Regions from separate parts of the Triticum aestivum genome. Here region 2 is linked to region 1. A link is a contact called in public Hi-C data. All regions are on one chromosome and are shown on one strand. Each heading gives the region's core, a stretch centred on a gene start, on an enhancer-like site or on the middle of the called end of the contact. The rest is flanking DNA. Distances are from core to core; before and after follow the strand shown. Region 1 holds the start of LOC123062338 (UDP-glycosyltransferase 87A1). Region 2 holds the start of LOC123062341 (cyclin-B1-1).

The links. A called contact is a pair of places that touch in the nucleus more often than the background predicts.
Region 2: a Hi-C map of root shows a contact between it and region 1, with 7 times the contacts expected there. The contact joins the promoter of LOC123062341 here to the promoter of LOC123062338 in region 1. A contact is called at or near these places in 3 of 5 Hi-C or Micro-C datasets (leaf and root).

Annotation. Positions count from the first base shown.
Region 1 is chr3A:577,502,330-577,509,385 of IWGSC CS RefSeq v2.1, reverse strand. LOC123062338 (UDP-glycosyltransferase 87A1) reads right to left here and starts at 2,508. Exons shown (of 2, transcript XM_044485803.1): 1 at 1,805-2,508; 2 at 454-1,598. The coding sequence starts at 2,309. The coding sequence ends at 703.
Region 2 is chr3A:577,992,440-577,999,306 of IWGSC CS RefSeq v2.1, reverse strand. It overlaps LOC123062341 (cyclin-B1-1), which reads left to right and starts at 3,183. Exons shown (of 9, transcript XM_044485806.1): 1 at 3,183-3,487; 2 at 3,937-4,120; 3 at 4,209-4,296; 4 at 4,392-4,586; 5 at 4,686-4,805; 6 at 4,930-5,178; 7 at 5,260-5,433; 8 at 5,542-5,720; 9 at 5,827-6,240. The coding sequence starts at 3,436. The coding sequence ends at 5,962. It overlaps LOC123062340 (UDP-glycosyltransferase 87A2), which reads right to left. Exons shown (of 2, transcript XM_044485804.1): 2 at 6,583-6,867. The coding sequence ends at 6,781.

The DNA.
Region 1 (7,056 bases), core at 1,259-3,758:
ACAAATTATTTTGCTACCACCATAATTTTTTACTAGAACCAACTTCAAATTTTGCTTCCACCATGTTCTGTTTTTGCTAGATCCAGCTTTTGTTTTTGCTTCCACCATGACGGCGGCCGGCGGCAACGACTGCGGCCGGCGGCGACGACGACGACCGGCGGGGAGGGCGGCTACAGGCGAGCGCACCGGGGTGGTACTTTCAAACTTGGTAGCGCGCTGGAAGTTATTTTTGAAGGAAGAAGACGCCTGGTGAAAGTAAAGAAGAGAATCGTACGACCATGAGTTGTTCGATCGGACGCTGCTGGTATGACCGGCTCAAAGTTGGGCCGGCGCACCGGCGCCTAGTAGTGACCAAAATCGAATTTGTTTTTCTCTAACGCCGGATAGGGATCGGTCAGAATGCTCTCAAGTGCAGCAAAAAAAATGAAATATCTGTAGGACATATGGCCTTGCTTTTTTTTGAGAAATCTCCCATGCTTTATTGAATAAGAGTAATGTTCATAGATACAATAGTTGGGTCACGAGAAGTGCCCAACCACACATGTATGTCTATGCCTAGATTACATGTATGCTTTGCGAGATTATGAGCCTTAAAATTGAAATTTCTACGCTCAAAAATAACATATGGCCTTGCTATGATGCACCATTTTGAACCACAAGCAGCTAGTATTTTTCTGGCGGTGACTGGACTAAACGAAGAATTCACGCAGAACTTTCAGCGACCTCCAATTTCCCCTCAACAAGATCCTCCAGGAAACCGCTGAGAGAACGCTGCGACGAGCCGCCTTCGAGGACCGCACCACGGGAAGCCTCGCGCAGCTGCGCAGCCCTTCTCCTCATCTCCTGGCCAGCGCCGCTGTCCAAATCCATCAGCTTCCTCGCGGCATCAGAGACCGCGGCCCTGCTCACGATCCCATCCTTTCCCCTCTGCTGCCTCAGGTTGATGCCGGTCTTCCATTCGTCGGCGACCATCCGGGCATTCACCAGCTGATCCCACACAACAGGGAAGCCAATCAAGGGCACTCCAGCGCACACGGCTTCGAGCACCGAGTTCCACCCGCAGTGGCTGAGGAAGCCGCCGACGGACGGGTGGCGCAGCACCTCCTGCTGGTCGCACCACGGCACCGCCAACCCCCTGTCGCCGCACATCTCCCGCAGGCCGGCGGTGGCCCTGTCCTGGGCCACCCAGAAGAACCTGACCGCGCTGTCGCACAGCCCCACGGCGATCTCCTCGAACTGCTTGGGCGGCATGGCGACGAAGCTGCCGAACGAGACGTACAGCACCGAGTTCTGCGGCTGCGCGTCCAGCCAGCGCCGGTGCTCCTCGTCACGGGCGCTCTCCCCGTTGTCCGGCGCACGCAGGATTGCAGGGCCGATTGGATAGATGGGGCAGGGAAGTAACTCTGCTATTTTGCTCATGGAACTGGGCTCGAGCTCGTGGAAGGAGGTAAATAGGACGCACTGCGCTTTGCGTACTTTGACGAACACCTCCGCTGATATTTTGATTGGCCCCTCCCAAGCGAGGAAGATCTTGACATCAGACAACCTCACTGATGAGAGGCCCGGTACATATTGCTCCAACGACTTGCGGCTTAGTTCTGCAGAGCATACGAGTAGAACGCATCAGTTGTCTACGATTTAGTGAAGAATCAAACTGAAGCTTGTCCTAGGCTAAAGAATCCAAAATATTCTATGAGGAAACAGAGACAATCTTGTGGAGTAAATTGCTCAGTTTTTCCTGATTAGTAACGGTCTTCTACACTCTCTGAACAAAATTTTGGAGCATGGTCGAATTAGCTAGTACCTTCTTCGCTGAAACCTTCAACCGCTGGTCGCCACAGGTCCAAATGGCAGAGCGCCAACAAGAACGTGGCCGGCTGGGTCCAAAGCGAGCACACCGGCACGCCGAGCCGCGCGCCGGCCGCCACCGCCCACTGCAGGTACGTGTCGGCCACGATAGCATCTGGCATCCGCCCCAGCTCCAACGCCAGCCGGTCGAGCAGCCGCTCGACGGGCTCCCCCATCTTGCAGTTTACGGTCTCGATGAAGCCGCCGTGGTCGGCCCCGCGGCCGTGCTCGGAGGGGATGACGTTGGGGATGGTGGCGAGGCGGACGCGGTCCGGCAGCGTGGGGGTCACTCCGGCGGAGGCCAGCAGCCCGTGCCACTCCTCTGTGACGACGACGGTGACGGTGAGGGCGCCGTCCGCGGCGACGAGCAGGCGGCACACGGCGAGCATGGGGTTGATGTGGCCGCGGCCCGGGTACGGCAAAGCGACCATGTGCCGAGCCGCCGTTGCGGACGTGGCCATTGTTTGATTCTGTGCGGACTGCGGTGAGAGATCGGTGGAGTACTCTTATGTAACGCGGTGATGATTGAGACGTTGTCATCTTTTTTCGGATTTCTAGGTATGCCGGCGGCGGCATACAATAATTCAGTACCAGACCAGTTCTGCATCGTTCTGATGCAGAGGCCATAGTGCCCCCTTTTTGAAAAAAAAAACAGGCCAGTTCTACAAGATTTTTTCATTTTTTAACATTTCTCTTCTAAACCTATCTATCCAGATGAGAATTTGCAAATCCTAAAATAATAATGCAGCTGTATGATTCTCATGGACAAAGCCAACAGAAGAATCATGCCCGTATCTGTATGAGTGGAATTGTATATAGTGTTGCAAATGATAACATCATTGCTGACATCATGACATCTTTTTCTATTCCGGCTGTTTGGCTAAGCTAAATCGGAATTTGGAGATGTAAGAACAGTTATTTAGGTGACTATGCTGCATATAATTAACTTGTGTAAGGTAGATACAGATTAAAATTCACTATATAGAAAATCCAAAACTACAAATAAAGAGTATTTTCATAAGTACCCCACTGGTTCACAAACTTTTAAATATTGTTTTTGTTAAAATTTGTAGTCTGGTTTACATGAAAACTAAATCACGGACTGATCGTGATTCCTACCGCCACCGCCACCAAAAAAAGCGCTCCTCCTCTCCTCCGCTGCCGGAGGAAGCTGCAAGGCGAAGCCGCTGCGACCGACGGCGGCGGCGGGGACCTTGCTCGCGTCGTGGGGGCGTCCTCGGGCACGGCGGAGTCTCCCTTGTTGACACCAGCGGCGACGATGTTTTGGGCGGTTGCTCGGTTCCGGCAGGTCGGGGCGGTGGCTTGCCTCCTAGTCTGCGCACCGTACTGACGTTGCTCGAGAGCGGCGCTGGAGTGCGGGGCGGGCCGGCCGCTGCCGTTTCCGTCAGATATGGCGCCTGGAGCCGCGGGCCATGGACAGCGTGGGCCAATGTCCTCCGCCGTGACGTCGATTGCGTCAGCTTGGTGGAGGCAGCGGTGTGGTGACGGCCTTGTGCTCTTATCGCATCACGGCAACGTTCTGCTTGACTGGTCCTCCTCGATCTGGCAGTCGACGTGTTCCGGAACTACTGCCGGAGATCTTGCCCAAGGATATCTGGATCGGATAGTATCTGGTCGTTTGTGTCCATATCAGCCTATGTGGCTCCAGGAGGGCGTGACGCGAAGCTCTGCTATTTGTTTACACCATGGGACATGTCGGCATCTCGATTTCCATGCCACAGACAACAGCGGAGAAACTCTTGATGGCTGAGATCGGAGGATCAGTAAGGCGGAGGGGGCCCTTGAAGGCGATGGAGTCAGCTAGGTGTTTGATAACTTTCAGTAGCAACAGTGTCAAGTGGGGGCGACGGCACTAGAGGATTTCATATTTTGGTGGTACTCCTCGGGTAGCGAGTCGTGACTTTCAGGGTGAAAAACCTAAGGTTTTGCCTTCAGTGGTTGTGCCTGGCAATTGCCTTGTTGAAGGTATTGTTTTGAGAACTCGATCTTTCTCCAGGGTGAAAACCTATGATCTTGGATCGGGCGATGACGACGCTTGTGCACTGTTTCCTTCTTAAAGACGTCGCTTTTGGAGACCTTTTATGTTTTCCAGGTGTTGTCTTTGGTCTTTCGGCCTACAAATCACGCTCCACTTGGCTAGTCTATATTTTTTTCTTTTCCACCTATAAAAGTGTTCTAGATATTTTCAGACCCTTTTATATATAATTTAACATCTCCAAAAACATTTTCCACCTATATGCATTTATCGATAATACCCGGTATTACCTGATACTCTGTGAAACCCTTCCGATGACCCCCGAAACGCTTCCAGATCCTCTCGAAATTATTCCAAATATTAATAAAACAATTCCAAAAATATATTTTCATCACGCTCATCCTACTAACACTTAGAATATCATGATTTCCTTAAGCTTGTGACCTCGTAGGTTCGGTAACTCATAGATATGAACGAAACCATTCGTTCAATGACCGACAGCAGAACCGTGGACGTCCATATTGATCCTTATGAGCACATAAATGATATTCGAGTGAACCTTTGGTTATCATGTGATGTTCCCTTTGCTTTTGATACTCCACAAAACCCAAGATGCGTCGGTATCCTCCTAAGTCATCACATGCTCACTATACCGTTATCCTCGTTACCGGTTTTGTTCTTCTTTCTCGTTATTGTGTTCCGGCATCCCCGTGATGAAGTCACATGTGTCTAGACAGATGATGATGGATGTCGTCAGGGCCCTAAGAATATCTCTCCTTCGTCATAGAAGCAAATCCCACTATCGATCTATCTAGTCCCTTGTCAAATTTTCTGATGAACATGTAAGTTGTCGTTACGATCGCCGTGTTACAGGTGACGTTTGAGCAACCCGAAATCCCACCGTGTGGTAAGAAGTGACTACGATACTCTCATGGTCTAAGGAGCAAAACCACATGTTAACATTCCGTGTTATTACAATTGATTACAGATGATATTAACTTAATCCACAACAAACAAGTTCGGATCGATTTAATATGACCGTTCTTCTAACGTCATAATCTCAATGTTGTTTTAAAACTATCGTTACACTTACAGATATCCTAAGATCCGGAAAACATGATCACCAACAACACTTGAGCTAGTCCTAAAGGCAAGACTAGGAACCTTTTATTTTACCATTTATCATTCCACACGTGCATACGAGTTTTCCAACGAATCGCATATTTCAGGATCATAGCAGTTATAGCAGAGAATATAAACTCTATAATTATGAATATGAAAATATAATGATACAATTAGTATTGCTTCTATGACATATTTCCAACAACAATGCGCGAGAGAGGAGGCTGGGAGGAACAACATCGGCGGTGGTGCCAATGTAGTAGTACGCATGAGAGAAGGCAGATAGGCAGCGGTAGTGCATCTGACACGACGAGCACGGGGTCGCGGGCGAGTGATCTCGTTGTTGACACGACGAACTAGTTGCTAGCGTCGTCGCCGCAGAAAAAGTCCATGTGGATGGACGAATAGGAGGGCGCTGAGGCAGAGGATAGAGGAGAATAAATAGAGTGTGCACGTCATGGCAGCGTCAGCTTAGTAGGATGCAGGAGAGGAGGCCAAGATTAGCGATGGCGACGATGACGCCACTTCAGCAAGACGCGGGAGAGGAGATCGAGAGCCGCCACACCCAATGGGTCATTGATTTTCCTTCGCCCTGAACACAAGTGTCTAAATTAAGAATCGACATGGATTGCTTGCATGTATCCTTGAAATTCTGAATGAAACGGGTCTTCAATTCAGCCCATGAACCAATGGAGTTAGCAGGCAACCCTTTCAACTAGTTACGAGCCGGCCCGTCCAACATCATGGTGAAATACTTTGCACATGCAACATAACTGACATCCAACATCTCCATAGCCATCTCATAGCTCTCAATCCAAGCCTCTGGGGGCTGATCCGCTATGTAGTTAGGCACTCTTACGAGGGCCCTTGAAATCCTTAGGCAATCGCTCGTTGCATAGAGCCAGCACTAAACATGGCACTCCCAAGGTTCTAGAGGTCACTCCTGCCTCCACAGACGCTGATGGATAAACCGGAAATTGTTGTTGAGCTGCTAACTGAGCCGCCAGCTCAGCCTCCCGACGCGCCCTGGCCTGATCCACCAAAGTCTGAGCATCGACACCACTGCATGCCGGGTCATGCCTGAAGTAAATATGCCCTAGAGGCAATAATAAAGTTGTTATTTATATTTCCTTATATCATGACAAATGTTTATTATTAATGCTAGAATTGTATTAACCGGAAACTTGATACATGTGTGGATATATAGGCAGAACACAGTGTCCCTAGTAAGCCTCTACTAGACTAGCTCATTAATCAAAGATGGTTAAGTTTCCTAACCATAGACATGTGTTGTCATTTGATGAACTGGATCACATCATTAGGAGAATGATGTGATGGACAAGACCCATCCATTAGCTTAGCATAATGATCGTTAAGTTTTAGTGCTATTGCTTTCTTCATGACTTATGCATATTCCTTTGACTATGAGATTATGCAACTCCCGGATACCAGAGGAATACCTTGTGTGCTATCAAACGTCACAACATAATTGGATGATTATAAAGATGATCTACAGGTATCTCCGAAGGTGTTTGTTAGGTTGGCATAGATCAAGACTAGGTTTTGTCACTCCGAGTATCGGAGAGGTATCTCTGGGTCCTCTCGGTAATGCACATCATAATAAGCCTTGCAAGCAATGTGACTATTGATTTAGTTGCGGGATGATGCATTACGGAATGAGTAAAGAGACTTGCCAGTAATGAGATTGAACTAGGTATGGAGATACCGACGATCAAATCTCGGGCAAGTAACATACCGATGACAAAGGGAATAACCTATGTTGTCATAACGATTTGACCGATAAAGATCTTCGTAGAATATGTGGGAACCAATATGAGCATCCAGGTTCCGCTATTGGTTATTGACCGGAGAGGTGTCTCAGTCATGTCTGCATAGTTCTCCAACCCGTAGGGTCCGCACGCTTAACGTTCGATGACGATTTGTATTATATGAGTTATGTGATTTGGTGATCGAATGTTGCTCGAAGTCCCGGATGAGATCACGGACATGACGAGGAGTCTTGAAATGGCCGAGAGGTAAAGATTCATATATAGAATGATAGTATTTGGACACAGAAGTTTTCCAGGGGT
Region 2 (6,867 bases), core at 1,934-4,433, 490 kb before region 1:
GAAACTCAGCAAGGACATTATTATCACGTGTAAGTTGAGGAATAGACAACAAACTATGCGTAGCAGTGGGAACACGAAGGACATTGGAAGAGATGTAGTTTGCGAAAATTGTGTGCAAGGAGAGAAGCCTGACCAACATGAGAGATGCGCATACCTGCTCCGCTGGTGGTGTGCACCTGATCATGACCACGGTATGGCTCCTGAGTAGAGAGCTTGCCCATCTCGCCGGTGAGGTGGTTAGTAGCGCCGGTGTCCATATACCATGATGGATCAACGGAGTAGGACGGAGTGCGACCATGATCATGAGTAGTCACGGCGGCGGCAGCCTGCTTGTCGTTTCATTTGCCATTGTTGCCAAGGCCCAAAAAATCTTGCTTGTAGCGACGATGACAGCGAGATGCAATGTGGCGCTCCAGACCACACAATTGGCAAGCCTGCAGGGCACCGCAGGAGGAGCAGCAAGCAACCGGCCGGTTGCCACCCGTGATGGATGGCGCATTGCCACGCGGGGCCGAATGCGAAGATGGTGCCTGCTTGCCCCCTGAAGATGAAAGCCGCTGAGGTTTGCCGCGAGTGGCGGCATTGGCGGAGGCGAAACCCGATGAGACACGACGGGCCTTGATGCGCTGTTCACGACCAAGGAGGCGGGCATACAGCTCACGAGGTGGAAGTGGATCGTCACAGCCATGAACGTTCTCAACGAGATTGTCATAATCATCGTCGAGCCCGTTAAGAACGAAAGTGGTGAAATCCTCATCCTGTAGAGACTGGCCAACCGAGGCCAATGTGTCGGCGAGACTCCGCATCTTGTTGAAGTAGTCCGTGATGCTGAGGTCACCAAGCTTGGTCTCACCAAGCTCGGTGTGTATAGAGTGAGCACGCGCCTGAGACTGCGAGGCGAAGCTGATGTGAAGCGCCGCCCACGCCTCCCGGGATGTAGTAGCGAAGATGACCAGCGACGAGACGCTCGGAGTGAGCGAGGACTGGATGGCAGAGAGAATGGCCTGATCCTGGGCCACCCATGTATGATACACCGGGTGATGAGTGAGCGGACACGGGATGGATCCGTCAACATAGCCCTCCAGATAGCGACTGCGCAGAAGAGGCAACACCTGGGCATGCCAGGACAGGTAGTTGTCCGGTGTGAGCTTCACCGGCAGCAGATGCGAGAAGTAAAACGGTGATGGCGCCATGACCTGAGCGGCGTGAGCATGCATCGATGGCGCGTAGGGACCCGTCGATGGGGCTGTCTCGAGATGAGGAGCACCCGCCGAGTAGACGCCAGGAGCACCGGGAACGAGGGTGTCGGCTCCGTAGTTCACCGCGGCCCCGTAGGATGGCTGCGGCGGTGCAGCCACGAACCCGGACTGCGCGGAGTAGGGTTGGTGCGGCGGCTGCGCCAGGAAGTGCTGCTGCGGTGGCGGCGCGGAGTAGATTGGCGCCGACGGTGGCTGGTGGTGATGCGACGGGAGAGCCGCATAGGGTTGGTGATGATACGGCGCCGCGTAGGACGCCACGGGCCAGGAGGATGACGGCGGCTGAAGGGAGCCCTGGGCCGCCTGCAGCGCACCATACACGGCAGGAGCGACGCCACCGGGCGTCTGCGCGACGGCGCCGTAAGGCGGCTGCACAGCAATGTCATGAGACGGCGGCGCAACGAACTCAGCAGAGGAGTCGGCCGATGGATTTGATCCGATCGGGGACTCGGTCGGCGGCAGGGCCCCGTAGGCTGAAGCAAGGGGCCGAGAAGAGGAACGGTGACATAGGGGCGAGGGCCAATATGTTGGGAACTTGCTCGACACCCTAAACGGGGTGTGGCTCTTTCATTATATAGAGGTATCAAGGGGTACAATACAATGTTACAATATTAATACACAGACTACGTATATATATAGTCTAACAAGTAAAACTAAGACATGGTTAGATACATCATGCTTACAATGTAAGCAATGGTTTCTCATATCCAAAATTTATCACAATAGTATCCACGCATATCAAACATTATTTTTAAAAGGTAAATCAACGGATACGTATCATGTCGTATCAAGGGAGTATCTGAGCAACATTTGGCTAGATACGTGTGCTTTTTGAAGTATCCGTGTGACACAAAATACTTGATCAAGAATATAATTCGCGCTAAACATAACCATGGATGCTTCTTGACTCTACAGTGTGTAAATCTTATGCAACTGGATGATATTAGTACGTACACATAAGGTCGGTGTAGTTCCATACTACACAAATATGAATATAGAAACTCAATAGTTGATTGTAGATCCCGAGCTCATCGGGTGTCGGATGAAACTAAATTCAGGAAAAACATAGCAAATACGATAAGAAAAACCTAAAATTTTATGTCATCGAAGATGCTCAGGTTTTGACATCGAGGGAGCTCTGTAAAAAAAACCACAAAATCAATGCTCAAAAATGTGAAAATTTGAGCATTACTCAAAGTTTATTTTTTGTCCAGAGTTCCTGCAATGTCGAAGCATCATGAAATTTCCAACTGAGCTAAAACCACATAAGTTATTTTCGAACGGAGGTTATATTGCAAATGATCCCAAGCTCGGTAACGCCGCCCTGTATAGAAACTGCTATATTCACATGACTTGATAAAAAAAATATGTAAAAATGTATAGAGCCTCACATTTTGGCTTTAGGAAAGAGTTAAAGAATTCGACATTTTCTCGCTTTCAGAAAAAGTCGAAGAATTTCACGTTTTCGCAAGAAGAGGTTGAAATTGAATGTTTCCACCTGGTGCCTGGCCTTGGCAACCCAGAGCACGCAATGGCCAGTGAATGAATGAACCATAATAAAAAGAAAGAAAACCACACGCCAAAGAGATCTTGTAAATCCGTCGTACATACTACAACAACACAAAAATCTTTCCAATAACAGTGGCCATTAATTTCTTACCATATATCCAACGCGGCTCTGGTGTTACGTGTCCTACACAACTCGCGCCCCTTTACAGCTCGGAACCCAGCCACCCAACGGCTAGTGCCCCCGTTCAATCCCGGCCGTCCGATCCCGCGCCCCGACCGTTGCGATCCGAGCCCTTACCGACCGTTGGAGGGAGCCAGCCGCTCCTCCCCCTCCCCCCCCGCTCCGCGCAGAGGCCCACGCCGCCGCCCACCCCGACAGGACCTTCCCCGTCCTCGTCCTATATCTCCCCTCCCCTCCTCCGGAACCCAGACCCCCAATCCCTCCAAGAACCCCCCCATCACGCCATCGATTGATCCACCCACGGCACGAAAGCGCGAGGCAAAGGTCGATTCATACCTAGGCGAGGCGAGAAGAGTCGAAGGGTCGCCGTAGAGCTCGCCGTAACCCACCGTGGCTGCGCTCGCCGGCGGGGAAGAGGGCTCGCGGGTTGCGCGCTTCTTCTCCTCGGTGCTGTCCGGGATCTTTGGCCAGGGCGAGGAGGGGGACGCGATGGCCGCTCGCGCGCAGAACAACGTCGCTGCCGCTCAGCAGCAGAACAGAGGTGCGTGCGCCGACGGGATCCTGCCCTCCCTCTCTCGTCTTCTTCTTCTTCTTCCTTTGGCGTGGTTCCCCCTGGGTGGATCCTTCGCTGGTTCCTGGTTCTTGTTCTGGTCTCGGGAAAAGATGGGTTCTTGGGGGAAAAGATGGGGTTCTTGGGGGGGAAGATGAGTTTCTTGGGGGTGTTCGTTTCGGCCCTGACTCCCTGTCTGGTTGGGGTGAATTCTTGATGCGTTTTTGTTTGATTTCTTAGCAAGGTTGTGCTTCAAGCTTCCGATCCGTGGCTTTCTCTGCGATTAATTGCTCAAGATTCCAATCCTCGTTTTTGGTCTGAATTGATTGCCGCTAGAGCAGCTTCAGACGCAAGATTCGACTCTGATGGCGATTTGATGTGGCTTGATTTGATCCACCTCCTCCCGACGGATCTGACTTCTTCTTGTTTCTGCCCTGCAGCTTTAGGTGGTGGTGGTGGCGGTGTCCCCGCCATGGGCAAGCAGCAGAAGGCGGCCATGGCCGGCAGGCCCGATCCCAAGAACACCCGCCGCGCCCTGGGCGACATCGGCAACTTCGAGGCCAACAACCGGCGCGCCCCACTGGGCGACATCGCCAACGTCGTCAACGCCCGCGCGGCCGAAGGGTAAGCAACAAATCTATCCGTTCCAGTACGATTTCCTCTTCTTCTTCTTCCTATGGAACTCCTGCTTACGTTGCGTTCTTAGAAACAGGAAGCCGCAGCCCCATGAGCCGGTGAACCGCCCCGTCACGAGGAACTTCGGCGCCCAGCTCCTCAAGAACGCCCAGGAGAAGGCCAAGGTACGCGCGCGCGCATGCCCTCCTCCCTCATCCTGATTTGAATCGTATCTGGTCTCGGTGCTGATCGGAGCGTCGCCTGGCTTTGGTTGCTGCAGAACCCGGCGGCGAGGCCTGCGGTGAGGAGGGCTCATCATGTCAAGCCCGCCCCTCCTCCACCGGAGCACGTGATCGAGATCAGCTCCGACTCCGACGTGACCAAGTCGGAGGCCGGCAGCGTCAGCTCCGTCCGCAAGTACTCGAGGAAGAAGGTGGTCACCACCCTCAGCCACGTGCTCTCGGCGCGCTCCAAGGTACGCGCGTTCATCCGTCGACAGTCAAACACTTTGCTTCCTAGACCTGTGCAAGGAGCCTGATCTGATTCTGATTCTGATCCACCATTGCAATGCCAGTTTGCAGCCGGAATCACCGAAGAGCCAGCGATCCAGGACATCGACAAGCTTGACGGCGACAACCAGCTCGCCGTCGTCGACTACATCGAGGATATCTACAAATTCTACAAAGTCGCTGAGGTAAAAACATGTACTCCCTTAGGCAGTAGAAGTACTAGAGTGTGCAAAAGCATTGTGATCTCCTGCCTTGCCTGCCTGGTCTCTGAATCTGAAGGTGTTGTTTCCCTGCTCTCTCTGTTGACAGAATGAGTGCCTCGCCAGTGATTACATGGACTCTCAGGTGGAGATCAACGCCAAGATGAGGGGCATCCTCATCGACTGGATCCTGGAAGTCCACCAGAAGTTCGACCTGATGCCCGAGTCGCTGTATCTCACGGTGTATATCATCGACATGTACCTCTCGCTGCAGTCCGTGCTCCGGCGGGAGCTGCAGCTGGTGGGCGTCTCCGCCCTGCTCATCGCCTGCAAGTACGAAGAAATCTGGGCTCCAGAGGTAGGCTGAAGAATCCCTCTGCTTACCAGATGTTCATTCATTCATCGAGTCCACGTTTCTGATTGCTGGCTGTGCTTGCAGGTGAATGATTTCATCTTGATCTCCGACAGCGCATACACCCGGGAGCAGATTCTGAAGATGGAGAAGGCCATCCTGAACAGGCTGGAGTGGAACCTGACGGTGCCCACGCCCTACGTCTTTCTGGTGCGTTTCGCCAAGGCCGCGTGCTCCTCCGATCATAAGAACGACAAGGAGGTAAAAGAACTTTACATTTACATACAGACACAGCATACAAATTCTTCAGATCAGCGAGTCTGTGTGCTGATGTTTCTCTTGTCTCTCTTCTCCTGGATGTGTGTGCAGATGGAGAACACCGTCTTCTTCTTCGCGGAGCTGGCGCTGCTGCAATACGGGCTGGTGCAGTCCAAGCCCTCCATGGTCGCCGCCGCTGCTGTCTACGCCGCCAGGCTCACCCTCAAGAAGACCCCTCTGTGGACCGACACTCTGAAGCACCACACTGGCTTCACTGAAGCGCAGCTGATGTAAGCTATAAGCATGTGCACACTACTGAATCCCTATTGTAGCCTGAATATCATTCAGGGGCACGCACTGACAGAGACAATGCTTTTGTGTGATGATTGGTTTCAGGGACGCTGCCAAGATCCTGGTGGCCTCGCACTCCACCGCGCCTGACAGCAAGCTGAAGGTCGTCTACAAGAAGTACTCGAGCGAGAAGCTCGGAGGAGTCGCCCTGCGCCCGCCTGCGACCGACCTGTGCAAATGAGCTGCCCGCGTGTTTGTTGCTTTGGGTTTGGATTTGGGAGTGCGATGGAAGGATTGTCTGACATTTCGCCGTGTTGGTTGTTATTCGTTTCTTGCTTTTAGAAGAGTGCGTGCAAGAAGGGTTTGAATAACAGTTGTTTGGTTGCAAGTCAGGCATATTATCTGACTTGTTGACAAACTATTATATTAGGACTTGTGTGAGAAAAATACACCTTGGTCTTGGTGTATATATATGTTTTCTGGATGCTATCTACGACAGCTATTCAATTATTTGAATAATCTTTGATGTCTCTGTCCTTCTGAATTTCCTCCTAAAAATGTGGTGTGTGAGATATCTATCTGTTATTCAAAATCTGAACCACAGTTGCAGTGTTCATCATAATTTCAAAATCTGAACCATAGTTTGAAATTTGCACTTCATAATTTGAACTAGCCGCACTGCAATTGCTGATAAAAAGGCGTTTCTGCACATTAATTTTTCTTCTCACAGGCAACACTTTACAACTGTGCAATAAAAAACACTGCTCTTTTTTTCGACTCTCTGTCCTTCTGAATTTCCTCCTTATTTTTAACACCAGCTTATTTTTAACACATATTTGCACCTTCATATTCTGAACCTTATTTGCACAAGTAGTCTTAGAATAATGAAACCAAATGGCTCATTGAGTTCAGGACAATGAATGGAAGATACAAGAACAATGAAACCAAATGGCTGAGTGAGTTCAGGACAATGAATTGAGATCCTTTGACAGCTCTGCCAGAAACCGTAGCTCTCCCATCAAAACTACACTCAGACAACATTTGAATAGATGATGCATTTCAAGCATCAGTTTTGGAACATTGCTGATCGAGTTCAGCACATCGTGACTCGCATACCATCTGCATCAATGAACTGAGATTATCATA